Linked DNA regions of Sus scrofa: regions 1, 2 and 3 are each linked to region 4. Evidence: chromatin contacts called from public Hi-C and promoter capture Hi-C data. All regions are on one chromosome and are shown on one strand. Each heading gives the region's core, a stretch centred on a gene start, on an enhancer-like site or on the middle of the called end of the contact. The rest is flanking DNA. Distances are from core to core; before and after follow the strand shown.

Region 1 (2,882 bases), core at 91-2,590, 180 kb before region 4:
CACCAGATCCAAGCTGCAGATTCCTTTCCACTGACCCAGAGACGGGAACTCCTTCGTTTGCCTTCTGTTTCTGCTGCATGAGCTCCAAGTCTGTCCACTGTTGGGTGGCAGCAGAAAGCCATCATCTTGGCGCTGTCCCTTAACTGAGTACCGTATTCTGCTTTCTCATATTCTTCTGGTTACTGTGGGTCTCAGCAAAGACTCAGCCTTCCCTTGCTGGGTCCCCAGTTCAGTTGGATGCTACAGGCCAGTGCTGATTCGTTGAGCCTGACAGTTTCTAAGAGTTCATGATGAGAAGATTTGAGATTTCTGTGATTCTGGAAAGCTGATGACTTCATGTCCATGACCCCAGACTCTGGGCAGGAAATAAGCAGCACCCATCCTCCCTGGTGCTAGCCAGGAACTGTGTCAGGTGTGGAGATCCCAGAGGGTAGCCAGCAGGGCCCTGGTTAGGGGGCTCCCTCAGGGGCACAACAATACTCAGGGGCAGGATGGAACCATCAGAACCCAAACAGCGTGCCCTGCACCCAGGGTAGGAGTCACTTCTCCTGGTTGGGGGAGAAGGGGTGTGGGGAGGGCAAGCCCTGCCTCCTGTGCTGCCCCAAACAGCATCCCCCGCCCAAGCTCACTGGCATTAGCCAGTCCATGAGGGGCCGTGGCAGACACAGTGAAGCCCAGAGAGGGCTGTAGGGAATGGATAATCCAGGAAGGCTTCCTGGAAGAGCAGGGCGTTTGGTAGTTTGTATGATTTGTTTGCTCTTCTGGCCTGAGTTCTCCAGGAGAGCCTAGCTGTGTTCGCCAACCTGCTGCACTTGGCATGTGTCTGCCTGCCATCGAAACTGAATGGGGAGTTCCCGTCGTGGCTCAGTGGTTGACGAATCCGACTAGGAACCGTGAGGTTGCGGGTTCGATCCCTGGCCTTGCTCAGTGGGTTAAGGATCCTGCGTTGCCGTGAGCTGTGGTGTAGGTCACAGACAGGCTCAGATCCCACGTTGCTGTGGCTCTGGCATAGGCCGGCAGCTGTAGCTCCGACTGGGAACCTCCATATGCGCGGGAGCGGCCCAAGAAATGGCAAAAAGACAAAAAAAAAAAAAAAAAATTGAATGGTTCCCTTATTCCTGCATCTGACATCTGCAGATGCGTCTGCATCAGGGATCTCTCCTTCCTTCACTGCTCTATCCCAAGCGCCGAGACCAGCGTCCAGCACACGATACGCGTTGCCGCATGTGTAGTGGCGCCACAGTCCCACGCGGAGGAGCTCGCGCTTCGAAGCGGTTCCCGAGGCCACCCTCGAGCCCGCTGGGAGAACTACAAGTCCCATAGTGCCTCGCGGGCGTCGACCGTCCGTTCTGCGCAGGCGCGGCCGCCGGCGGTGTCCTCTTGTGCGGGCGAACAAGGCCGCGGGACCAAGGCAGAGGCCAAGGCAACGCATCCGAGAACGGAGGCCGTTGTGCGACGCCGCCATGCCGGACAGCTGGGACAAGGACGTGTACCCTGAGCCCCCGCGCCGCACGCCGGCGCCGGCGCCGCAGACCTCGCTGCCCAACCCTGTCACCTACCTTACGAAGATCTTCGACCTCCTCGTGGACCGGCCCGTGACCCTCGCGAGAGGTACAAGCCCCAGCCGGGTCTCGGCGTTCCCCCCGGCCCCCTACCGCTTCCGGCGTCCCCCGCACCCCGGACGCTGTCACTCAGCCTGGACCCCTCCACTGCACCCCAGGCCTCGCCTTCCGGGTCGCCCAGCCACTCACCCGCCGAGAGCCCTCTGCTCTATGGCCTCTGCCGCCTGGAGAGCGGTTCATGCACCCCTGGTCCCCGGCCTCGCTCGAATATTAGGGGTTGTTTGCGGACCGAAGTCATCTGCGACTCGAGGCTTGATAGATCCCAGTCTCCCCGCACGCTTTGCATCCTGCCCTTTGCACGATGGGCGGTCAGCAGAGGGCTGTTGAGCCGCAGGAGTTCTCTGGTAACCCTTTGCCTGCCTGCAAAACGGCCCAGGTGTTCAATGACGGCCGAGGCCCCCTCCACCTCGATGTGCTATAACTTGTCCTCCGTGTGTGGCCACGCTTGAGAACTCCCCACATCCCCCCATCTCTGGTCCAAATCAGGTGAATGTTTAAAACCGTTCTTGTCTTGTTTATGGTTCAGCCAGCTCTGTGGGGCAGCAGCAAAAGCACGCTCTGCCCTGTCACTGGTGCCAGGCGATTCATCCAAGCATCTAATTAATCAATTCGTTCGTTCAACAACACAACATTTAGGGTGCATGACCTGCTCTAGTGCCTCTGTTTTAGGAGGAAGAACCGGATATCTCCCCTTCCCCCAAGTATGGAGAAGCCAGCCGTGGAAAATTGCTTCCTCTTTTGTGTGGTTTTTAGACAGTTTTCCATGTCTGGGTGGATGCGATCTTACTGGGTCCAACTTGTTAATTTACCTTTGGGGAATCTGAGGCTAGAAAGTCAGCAGTGGCAGAACGGGGACTGGAATTCCTGCTGGTGGCTCCCTGTAAATGAAAGGGACTTGCCCCGCGTAGGGTTGCTGTGGTGACAAGTGAGATCCTGGCTTACAAGAAGCTCTCCATAAAGGATAAACGTCACTGTTTGTAAACTGTCTGCCCGCCCACCCATGCGTGGGGCACACACACACACACACAATCTTTTTGGGGCGTCCAGTTACCAGCCTCCTAAAAGTGGAGAACTTTTGGGTATTTGTGTCTTCCACAGCTTGTGAGAAATACGAAGCTAAGAGCCCAAACTGTGGCCTGTCCAGACCAATGGGGCCTGGGGTTCTCTTTGCAGAGTTTATCGAGCAGCAGCACGCCAAGAACAGGTATTACTACTATCACCGGGAATTCCGCCGCGTGCCAGACATCACAGAGTGCGAGG
Region 2 (2,760 bases), core at 200-2,699, 160 kb before region 4:
TAGCCTGATAGGGTACAGGGTGGGACAGACCTGTTCCTGGGAAGAGAGAGAAGTTGGAGATGGGCAGTTTGCTCACACCAGGAACCTAAAAGGATGCTAAGCACTGCCCCCCCCCATGCCAACTGACAGCCCCTGCTCCACACCGCCAGCAATCTAGACGCCCTCCACTCCTCTCTCTCTATAACCCTACCCTGACGTCTCACCTGGACAACTGCAGCAGCCCCATCCTCCCCCAAAGCCTGTACTCCTCACTTGCTCCTGTGACATCCACTCCCCAGAGGCAGCTTGGCGACTGAGATCACACCAGAGTACCAGGCCCCAAATGTCCCAGCACATTCCCAGGGTCCTTGGAATAAATTGCCAGCGCCCATGGCCATTGATGAGGTCCCTGCTGGGCCCCTGGCCACCGCTGGATCTCTTCTGCCACCACCCTACCCAGGTCCTGTCCTGCTGGCCTTCCCACCCACACAAGAAGCAAAGATCCTCCTCGGCCTTGATTGCCCTTCTCAGTGATTCCTCATTCTTCAGGCCTCCGCCTAAGCGTCACCTCCTCAAGGAGGCCTCCCGCATTTACCTCGCCCCATTCATGCCCCCGAGCATTTATTAGTGTGACACCTTTTAGATTTTTGTTGTTTCCGTCTTGACCACACTGGATTATGGGTTGGGGAGGTCAGAAACTTTCGAATCTTTCTCCCGGCACCGCCCAGCGCCTAGAGCAGCTCTGAACAGATGAGGCACTACACAAATATTTGCGGAATGAATGAATGCACAGTTGGAAGCACAGGTATCCCTGAGGCCACTCCCGACGTGGGTTTAACCGCTTCAGGCAGGCTACAGGATTCGGGAGCGGGAGGGTCCGCTCCGTGCGCGCAGCCCAAACACGCACCGCCTCCTTTGCCGGCACCGCCTCACCCCGGGTTGCCAGTCACCCGTTGCCATGGCACCCGTCGCCAGGGCGGATCCGCAGGCTCAGCCCCGGCAGCATCGCCTCTGTGCGCTCACGGCCCCGCCCCATGTTGCCACAGCACCAAGCGCCAGCTCCCAGGACGCCCCCAGCCGAGGGCATAGGGCCTAGCAGCGGGCACGCGGGACGGTCAGAGCGGAGCGATGGGGGCATCGCGGGCCACGAAACGGACGTCGCCTCAGCCGCAGCCAGAGGCTACGGCACGGCCGCGCCGCTTCCACAACACGCTGGTCTTCTACTGGAGGAAGCGGGAGCGCCGCCACGGAGGACGCAAGTCGGGCTCGGGCCGCGGAACGAGGCCCAGGGCTGCGGCCAGGACTAGGATCTCCAACCCCGCACACACGCGGGCCCGGGCCGCCGACTCCAGCTCTGCTTCTTCCGGGTCGCGGGCCGCGGCCCCCGGCTCCGCCTCCACGCCGGACACCGGCCCAGGCCCCGCCCCCGACCCCGCCCCCGGCCCCAGCTCAGGCCCCGCGCCCGCGCCCGCGCCCGCGCCCGCGCCCGCGGCCCGGGCTCCCGGCTCCTGCGGCCGCGCCCTGGCGGCGGCGCGCGCCCTGGCCTGGAGACCGACTTGGAAGCCCATCTGGAGACCGAGCTGGCCCGGCAGGCATTGCGCGGGTAACATGGCGGCCCCCGGCGAGCGGGGCCGCTTTGGCGGGAACCTCTTCTCCTTCCTGCCCGGCGGCGCGCGCTCCGAGGTGGTGGATGACCTGGTGACGGACGCGCGCGGCCGGGGCGCCGGGCGGAGAGATGCCGCCGCTTCAGCCGGGATGCCCTCCCAAGCCCCGGCCTCGGATTCTCAGGTCGCCGAGGACGCCTCCCGGAGGCGGCCCTGCCGGGCCTGCGTGGACTTCAAGTCGTGGATGCGGACGCAGCAGAAGGTGCAGATGTCGCGTGGGGTTGGGGAGGCGCCTCCTTCCCGCAGAGGCCCGCGAGCCCTGCCGACTCCTAGCCCCGGCCCGCACACCATGTTGTCAAGCGCCCCGGGCAGAGTTCCCAAGACCCAGGCGGAGCACTCCTCCAGGCCCTAAGACTTTGCCCCCTTCCCCGGGGTTGAGGGGTGGCTGTCCCAAAGCCTAGCCCTTAAGGGAGGCCGGGCCTTTCGGCCCTTAGCCACTTGTTGGCCGGACCAGCCTCCTTAGGACTTAGGACAGACAGTAGGCCTCCGGCTAGGGCAGAAAAAATGGAGCTTTGTAGGTTTCCGGCGGGGGAACGGAGCTAACCCTTGGTCGGCCTCCTTCCACAGCGGGACAGCAAGTTTAGGGAAGATTGTCCTCCAGATCGCGAGGAACTCGGCCGCCACAGCTGGGCTGTACTCCACACCCTGGCTGCTTACTACCCCGACCTGCCCACCCCAGAACAGCAGCAAGATATGGCTCAGTTGGTAAATTTATTTTCCAAGTTTTACCCATGCGAGGAGTGTGCTGAAGACATAAGGAGGAGGTAAGTTGTGTGAGTCCTGGGTACCGCAGCCAGTCCCGCCGGGAGCCTGGGCCTGGCTGATGTCATAAAGGGAAGCCTAGAGAAATAAAGGCAGAGGTGGGAGAGGGTTGCCGAGAGCAGGGGCCAGCAGCAGATGAGGGATCTTGGATCATCTCCTTTCTCCTCGAGGGCCAAGCTGCCTGGGGCTTCTTCCGCCCCAGAACTCTGGGGAGCACTTCCCTCCTGAGATGCCTTGCTTAGCACTGCTGGAGGCTCTGGCAGGTGTGGAGGGCGCCGCTTTGCTACCTGCTGGAGCAGGACTGCCAATTTCAAGACCTTGGGAACTCACTGCTTTTGCTCCCGAGAGCCCCCTT
Region 3 (3,137 bases), core at 582-3,081, 130 kb before region 4:
TCCCAGGTCACCCTCTGGCTGCCGAGCAGTTCGGGGCAGGCCCAAGAGGAAGGCCAGGCTCAGCCAGGGCACCTGATGCCAAACCACCCCACAGCTGGTGCCAAACACCAGCTCATGCCCACGCCCCCTTGCCACAGAGAGCACTGGAAGGGCGTGGGACCCACATGGAATGAGAGAGGCCAGATGCTAGCCATGGTAGCCATGTATAGATGTGTGCTCACTTCCTGAGTGAGACCTGCAGTGCCCAGGGCCTGGCACTCTGCTCTGCCTGCCTGCCTGCCTGCCTGCCTGCCTGGAAGGAACCTCCAGGTGCTGGGAAACCTGGCCGGTCAAGGATTACATCACATCACCAAGACTGGCCAGCAAGGCAGGCTCTGGCGAAGCTGGGACGTGCCTTCTGACTAAGTCACAGATCGAAGGTTTCCCTGACTGCTCCAGCACCAAGAGCTCTCCCAGATCCGGGGCCGTCTCTGTCCACCCGACTGTAGACTGACGGCATCTCCAAGGGTCTTTCTTTTTTTGGCTAACACAAAGAATAGGCCCCCAGTGGGCCTTCAGCATCTCCTTGGCTCCATGACCATAAATGTCTCGTTAACAAAAGTGAAAAAACCACGTTTCTGCATCACTTCTAGGAAAAGGAAAGTCAGACTCCCTGGCACATGTCACCAGCCCAAGCTTTCCATGAAGAAACCAGGGGAATTTCACAACTCTGGAAGCAAACAGATCTCAAAGCACAGCGAAGCAAGGAGCTCCAGCTAGGTACTCGCAGCCAGCAGCTAGCAGCTGGCATTGTGGAGCAGAGCTCCGTGGTGCCCCCCACTTCCCCAGGGCTTCCAAGTCTTGACAGTCAGAAACTCCCTCCCCTCTACTCTGGAGCAGAGCCCCACCAGCTGGAACTGGCAAAGAGGAGAAACACTTGCTCACACTTTTACTCCCACCCCCCAGGTACCCTGAGGAGACCTCGGTGGTTCTGCTTTCCTTTCTGGTGGGCCGGTCTAAGTGCAACTGTCACTTAATAGAAGAAAAACGCCAGTCTCAGAGGAGTCTCCTGAGCATCACCCAAGGAGGCCCAGAGACACAGCTAGGCTGGAAATGCTCAGTTGGAGCCTCTGCTTCCAAGACAGACTGTCTCCGAAGGTGCTCACTTTCCCCGTAGCCTCCATGGGAACGGAGACCCCTGAGGAATAACCTCCCAAAGATGAGCAGGTCGAGGCGTGTCTGCTTGGATCATCCCTTCCTGTGGCCCGGCAGGAATTACCGAAGCGCAGGAAGAGAAGTCCCCAGGCTCTGTCTCTCCAGGGACATCTGCCTCTTCAAACCAGTTCGGCCACCTCCTGCCCCCCAGCCCCAGACCCCCCACAGTCGGCCCCAGGATCGGTACCCCGCCCCAGGTGGCCCTGCCAGGCCTCTCTTTTGGAAGCCGGCGCCACCAGGGCCGCAGCCGGACATCAGAAAGGCAAAGTCCCCTTCCGGCCGCCGGGTGCCACGCCGCCCCGCCCGGTCGCGCCCCCGCGCCCGCCTCGGTGCCCCGACGCGCGGCCCTGCCGGCGCGGCCCACCTGGCGCAGCTCCTCGCGGCACACGGCGCAGTAGCGTTGCTCGCACAGCACCCGCATCTTGGTGGAGCAGCGGTAGCACACCGGGTGGTCGCAGCGGCCCAGCGCAGTGGCCTCCAGGTCGCCGCAGCACAGCACGCAGCTCCCGCCACCCCGCTCGGGGCCCGCCGCCGCCGCCGCCTCCAGCGCCGCGCGCCGCCCCTCGGGGCCCGCCGCCGCCGCCGCCATGGTCCGGGATCCGGCCCCCTCCCGGCCGGCGCGGCGCGGCACGGCCAGACTCCCGGCGGGCCCACCCCTTCCGGGGCGACGTCACCGCCCCGCCCAGCAACGGCCCCGCCCGGCGGAAGTGCGCTCGCGACTTCCGCATCAGCGAGGTGCAGGCTAGAGCGGCGCTACCCGCACCGGCGCTCTAGCCGGAGCTGACAGCTCGGAGGTCGCCCGCAGCCCTGGCGTCCGGCCACAAGCATCGGGCTCCCCTTTGCTCGGACCCTCCCCTCCCGGAGCAGTGAATGTTTTAGTGTAAGTGTGTCCCAAATATCAATGGGTCATACTTATATTAAAATGTTGTTCGGGAGTTCCCGTCGTGGCGCAGTGGTTAATGAATCCGACTAGGAACCATGAGGTTGCGGGTTCGGTCCCTGCCTTTGCTCAGTGGGTTAACGATCCGGCGTTGCCGTGAGCTGTGGTGTAGGTTGCAGACGCGGCTCGGATCCTGAGTTGCTGTGGCTCTGGCGTAGGCCGGTGGCTGCAGCTCCGATTCAACCCCTAGCCTGGGAACCTCCATATGCCGCGGGAGCGGCCCAAGAAATAGCAACAACAACAACAAAAGACAAAAAGACAAAAAAAAAAAAAATGTTGTTCGTTGTTCAGCTGAAACAAATTTCATTGGGAGTGTTGTATTTTTACTTGCTAAATATTGCAACCTTATTAAGAACCCAAATGTCTCTCCAACCCAGATCTTTCTCTCGTATTTGGGACACGCATGCGCCCAGACACAAAGACAGTCCCCGTCAGAAAAGGCAATTCAGGAGTTCCCATCGTGGCGCGGTGGAAACGAATCCAGCTAGGACCCATGAGGTTGCGGGTTCGATCCCTGGCCTCGCTCAGTGGGTTAAGGATCTGACATCGCCATGAGCTGTGGTGTAGATCGTAGACGCGGCTAGGATCTGGCGTTGCTGTGGCTCTGGCAACATCCCAGCTGATTAGACCCCTAGCCTGGGAACTTCCATATGCCGTCCCGCTACAAAAGGCAGGTGGAGAACTTGTCCTCTTCATGGCTGGGCCCACCCAGCTGAGTAGGGTGGGAGGCTTGATGTGGAGCAACGTACAGGGCACGTTTGCTGAGGGGATGGTAGTCAGTTCCAGAGCTTCAGGTCTATGCAGCTTTTGGGGTGCCTCCTCGATACCCTCGGGGTCCAGGCACGCTCAGACGTCCCTTCTGCTCAGAGAGGCCAGTCCAGATCTGAACGCTTCTAGAAAAGAGACAGTGTGTTGTGACAGTGATGTGAGCTTGGACTTTAGAATCAGACGTGAGCTGCAAACCCAAGGTCTACTACTTATTTGCTGGCAACATCGATCAGCT
Region 4 (2,742 bases), core at 101-2,600:
TGTAGTGGGGAATCCCACTGGTCTCTCCTGGAGCTCGCCTTAGCTGGGGAGTGGTCTATCCAGCTTTCCGGTCCAGAAACACAGACCAATGTAGGGGTGGAGAGGTGACCGGTTATGGCCCTTTCCAAGGGGGCTGCAGTTGGGAGGAGGGGATCCCTCCTTCCAGTATGTGATTAGGGCCTGAGGTCCTGAGGCATATAGAGGTGTATCACCTTTCCACCTTTGGTTGTCCCGGGTTTTAGCCTCATTCTGGAAATGTGCCAGTGAGATGGCATATGCCTGAAGGGCAGATGTTTCTGGATCTCAGAGTGCCTCAGTGGCGAAAGCAAAGTATAGGATCTCAAGGGAGCTCTATCCTCCTATTCCTTGGGAGCAGGCGTCCTGTTTTGGACGATGATTAATGCCCTGTTCTGACTCACCCGGGTCTGGTTTCCGTTCCTAACACCAACAGGTGTGAGAGTGAAACACATGCGTTCCCATCAACTCACCACCTCTGCTTCACTGCTGAGCACTCTGGACAGACATGGACTCCCACCTTATTAACCAGGCCCCCATGGATGATTTGCCTCGCAGTCTTCTGCCAGGTCACCGATGTTCCTGAAAGACAGACAGCGCCCAAATGTAGACCGAAACCCAATTCTGCCAAGGCCTGTTTTCACCCCCAGGTCTTTTAAGGGCGCTCACCCTGAAGCCTCAGTCTTGCAAAAATAATCAGACTGCACGTGCAGCTTTCATACGAGGTGTCAGAAGTCAAAGCAATTCATCATAGGCTCAGAGCTGAAAGGAGTAAGCAGGCCCAGCCCAGCCTTACCTGTAGGGAGAAGTACCGCTGGAGGTTCGGGACAGAACTGGGAAGTGGGGGCAGGAACGTATAGAATGCTGAGGGCCACGGAGGAGCTCAGACGGAGGCTGGACCTGGGGGCTAGGTCGGCCGGCGGGTTTAGGCCACCTCCGCGGCCCACCTCGGGCCCAGGTCCTCCCGGGACCGTGGTGCACAGAGGTAGGAAGAATGAGCACACCGATCTCTTCCTTGATTCCGAAAGAATGCGAGGGTGCGAGGCTCAAGCTTTTATAGAAACTGCCTCACCTCTGCGATTGGGCAAGCCGGGCGGAAGTATTTGCCCTCCTCACCGCTGATACGCTCCGCTCTCTACTCCCCGGTCTCTACCAATCGCGCCTTGGCATTTCTTTTGGGGGCGGTCTCCTGGACCTGACAGCCGAAACTCCACCCTTTTGCAGAGGCCATTGAACCCAACTGTGAACGACGGATGTACAAAACCAATCAGACTCCGATCTGCAACATAGAGTGATTCCGAAGTCACCAATCCGGCTCTGCGACGTCAGAGCCCGCCGGAAGTCATAGTTTCTTAAGAACCTCCCGTAAGGCTGCCGCCGCGGGTCCCGGGAGCCAGGGAACTACGAATCCCGGCGGGCGCAGCGCCAGAGCGCTTCCGGCTCGAGCGTCCAGTCCCTTTCCCGGACAGCGGCCGAGGGGCACGATGAAGCGGGAGGGTGGTGCTGCCGTTCTCGAGCGGCCACGGGCGGGTGAGTGTCTGCGCGGCGTACTGGGTCTGGGGCTCGCGCCTTGGGGCCGCGCGGTGGGGCCGGGGGAGAGGGCGTGTTGGGGGCCCGGGAAGGGGGGGGGGGTCGCGTTTGGGGGGCGGGGCTGAGGCCCGCCGGGATCTCCCTGTCTGTCCATCAGCTGGTCCGTCGCTCGCTCCCTTCCTCCATACTCTCCTTATTCATTCCTTCTTCCTGCCTTTACTGATCGCCGCCGGGTGCCCAGCACTGTTATAGGCGCCGGGAGACTACGGAGAGTGTGACCCTCGTTCTCTTAGGCTCTTAGGGTTTCTCTGAGCGCAGGGTTTCTCAGTCTCACCACTCTTGACACTTCGTGGCCATCATTCCCTTCCGTGCCTTGTAGAATGTTGAGCAGCGTCCCTGATCGCCACCTTCTAGAAACCAGTATCCTGTCCTTCTCAATGCGACAACCAAAAATGTCTCCAAACATTTCCATGCATTCCCCCTTTGAGAAGCAGGGATCTAGAAAGTGGGGGGGACTGACCATACACAGAGACAGTCCTGAGGGGTTGTGATAAGTGCCGCGAAAGAAAGAAACCTGGCGTTGAGAGAGTCCTGGGGGGCTCTTGAATGGCTTGGGGAGGGGGCGGTGCAGTGAGCAGTCTGTCTGGCCTGGGGAGTTTCTGGAAGGGCTTGCTGAGCAAAGGGAGCAAGAGATGCAAAGGCCTAGAGTGAGAAAGCTTGGCAGACACCAGCAAGGAGGGAGAGGTGAAGTCGGGGAGGCCTCACGGGGATTGTCCTGTGCTGACAAGGGAGGCTGTTGGGAGATCCAGCACAGGAGAGCGGCCATCAGGTCTAAGTCCAGTAAGAAGCCTCTGGTTGTGTGTGGAGGAGGCCCGCTGGCTTCAGTGGGGAAGTCGGTGAGAGTGAGGAGGCTGGGAAGAGGGGGGTGGGGCCCTCTCTCCAAGTCTGTTGACCTGGCCTGGTTGTCTTGAGCCAGGCCAGGGCCATCAGCTGGGGCCGAGTCTGGGGTCCTGCCGGATGGCACCCTGCCCTGGGAGGAGGGGAAGGGTGCCACTCAGCATCGCTGCGCCCCTTGCTCAGAGCCCTGTGCTGCCCAGCCCGTCAGCCCACCCTTCTCCGGTCGCCCCCCCCCCCAAGCACACGTAGGCCCTCTCACCTGGCTTGGGCCTTGGCCAAGTGCGTGGCCTCCCTCTTCCT

The links. Promoter capture Hi-C pulls out the DNA fragments that hold promoters and counts their contacts. A called contact is a pair of places that touch in the nucleus more often than the background predicts.
Region 1: a Hi-C map of liver shows a contact between it and region 4, with 3 times the contacts expected there. The contact joins the promoter of NDUFB10 here to the promoter of TRAF7 in region 4. A contact is called at or near these places in 1 of 5 promoter capture datasets (liver), 7 of 47 Hi-C or Micro-C datasets (blood, embryonic fibroblasts, heart right ventricle and 4 more) and 2 of 2 datasets of contacts at active chromatin or transcription factors (alveolar macrophages and skeletal muscle).
Region 2: a promoter capture Hi-C map of fetal skeletal muscle shows a contact between it and region 4, with 5 times the contacts expected there. The contact joins the promoter of GFER here to the promoter of TRAF7 in region 4. A contact is called at or near these places in 3 of 5 promoter capture datasets (fetal liver, fetal skeletal muscle and skeletal muscle), 3 of 47 Hi-C or Micro-C datasets (epiblast stem cells, liver and skeletal muscle) and 2 of 2 datasets of contacts at active chromatin or transcription factors (alveolar macrophages and skeletal muscle).
Region 3: a contact with region 4 is called in a Hi-C map of liver, with 9 times the contacts expected there. The contact joins the promoter of ZNF598 here to the promoter of TRAF7 in region 4. A contact is called at or near these places in 3 of 5 promoter capture datasets (fetal liver, liver and skeletal muscle), 13 of 47 Hi-C or Micro-C datasets (alveolar macrophages, embryonic fibroblasts, epiblast stem cells and 8 more) and 2 of 2 datasets of contacts at active chromatin or transcription factors (alveolar macrophages and skeletal muscle).

The regions. Positions count from the first base shown.
Region 1 is chr3:40,004,108-40,006,989 of Sscrofa11.1, reverse strand. It overlaps NDUFB10 (NADH dehydrogenase [ubiquinone] 1 beta subcomplex subunit 10), which reads left to right and starts at 1,340. Exons shown (of 4, transcript XM_021086798.1): 1 at 1,340-1,611; 2 at 2,796-2,882. The coding sequence starts at 1,464. It overlaps RPL3L (60S ribosomal protein L3-like), which reads right to left and starts at 2,083. Exons shown (of 9, transcript XM_021086793.1): 1 at 1,752-2,083. The coding sequence starts at 1,802.
Region 2 is chr3:39,983,140-39,985,899 of Sscrofa11.1, reverse strand. It overlaps GFER (FAD-linked sulfhydryl oxidase ALR), which reads left to right and starts at 1,449. Exons shown (of 3, transcript XM_003124726.4): 1 at 1,449-1,845; 2 at 2,211-2,407. The coding sequence starts at 1,588.
Region 3 is chr3:39,961,590-39,964,726 of Sscrofa11.1, reverse strand. ZNF598 (E3 ubiquitin-protein ligase ZNF598) reads right to left here and starts at 1,831. Exons shown (of 12, transcript XM_013987818.2): 1 at 1,559-1,831. The coding sequence starts at 1,783.
Region 4 is chr3:39,827,058-39,829,799 of Sscrofa11.1, reverse strand. TRAF7 (E3 ubiquitin-protein ligase TRAF7) reads left to right here and starts at 1,350. Exons shown (of 21, transcript XM_003124733.4): 1 at 1,350-1,545.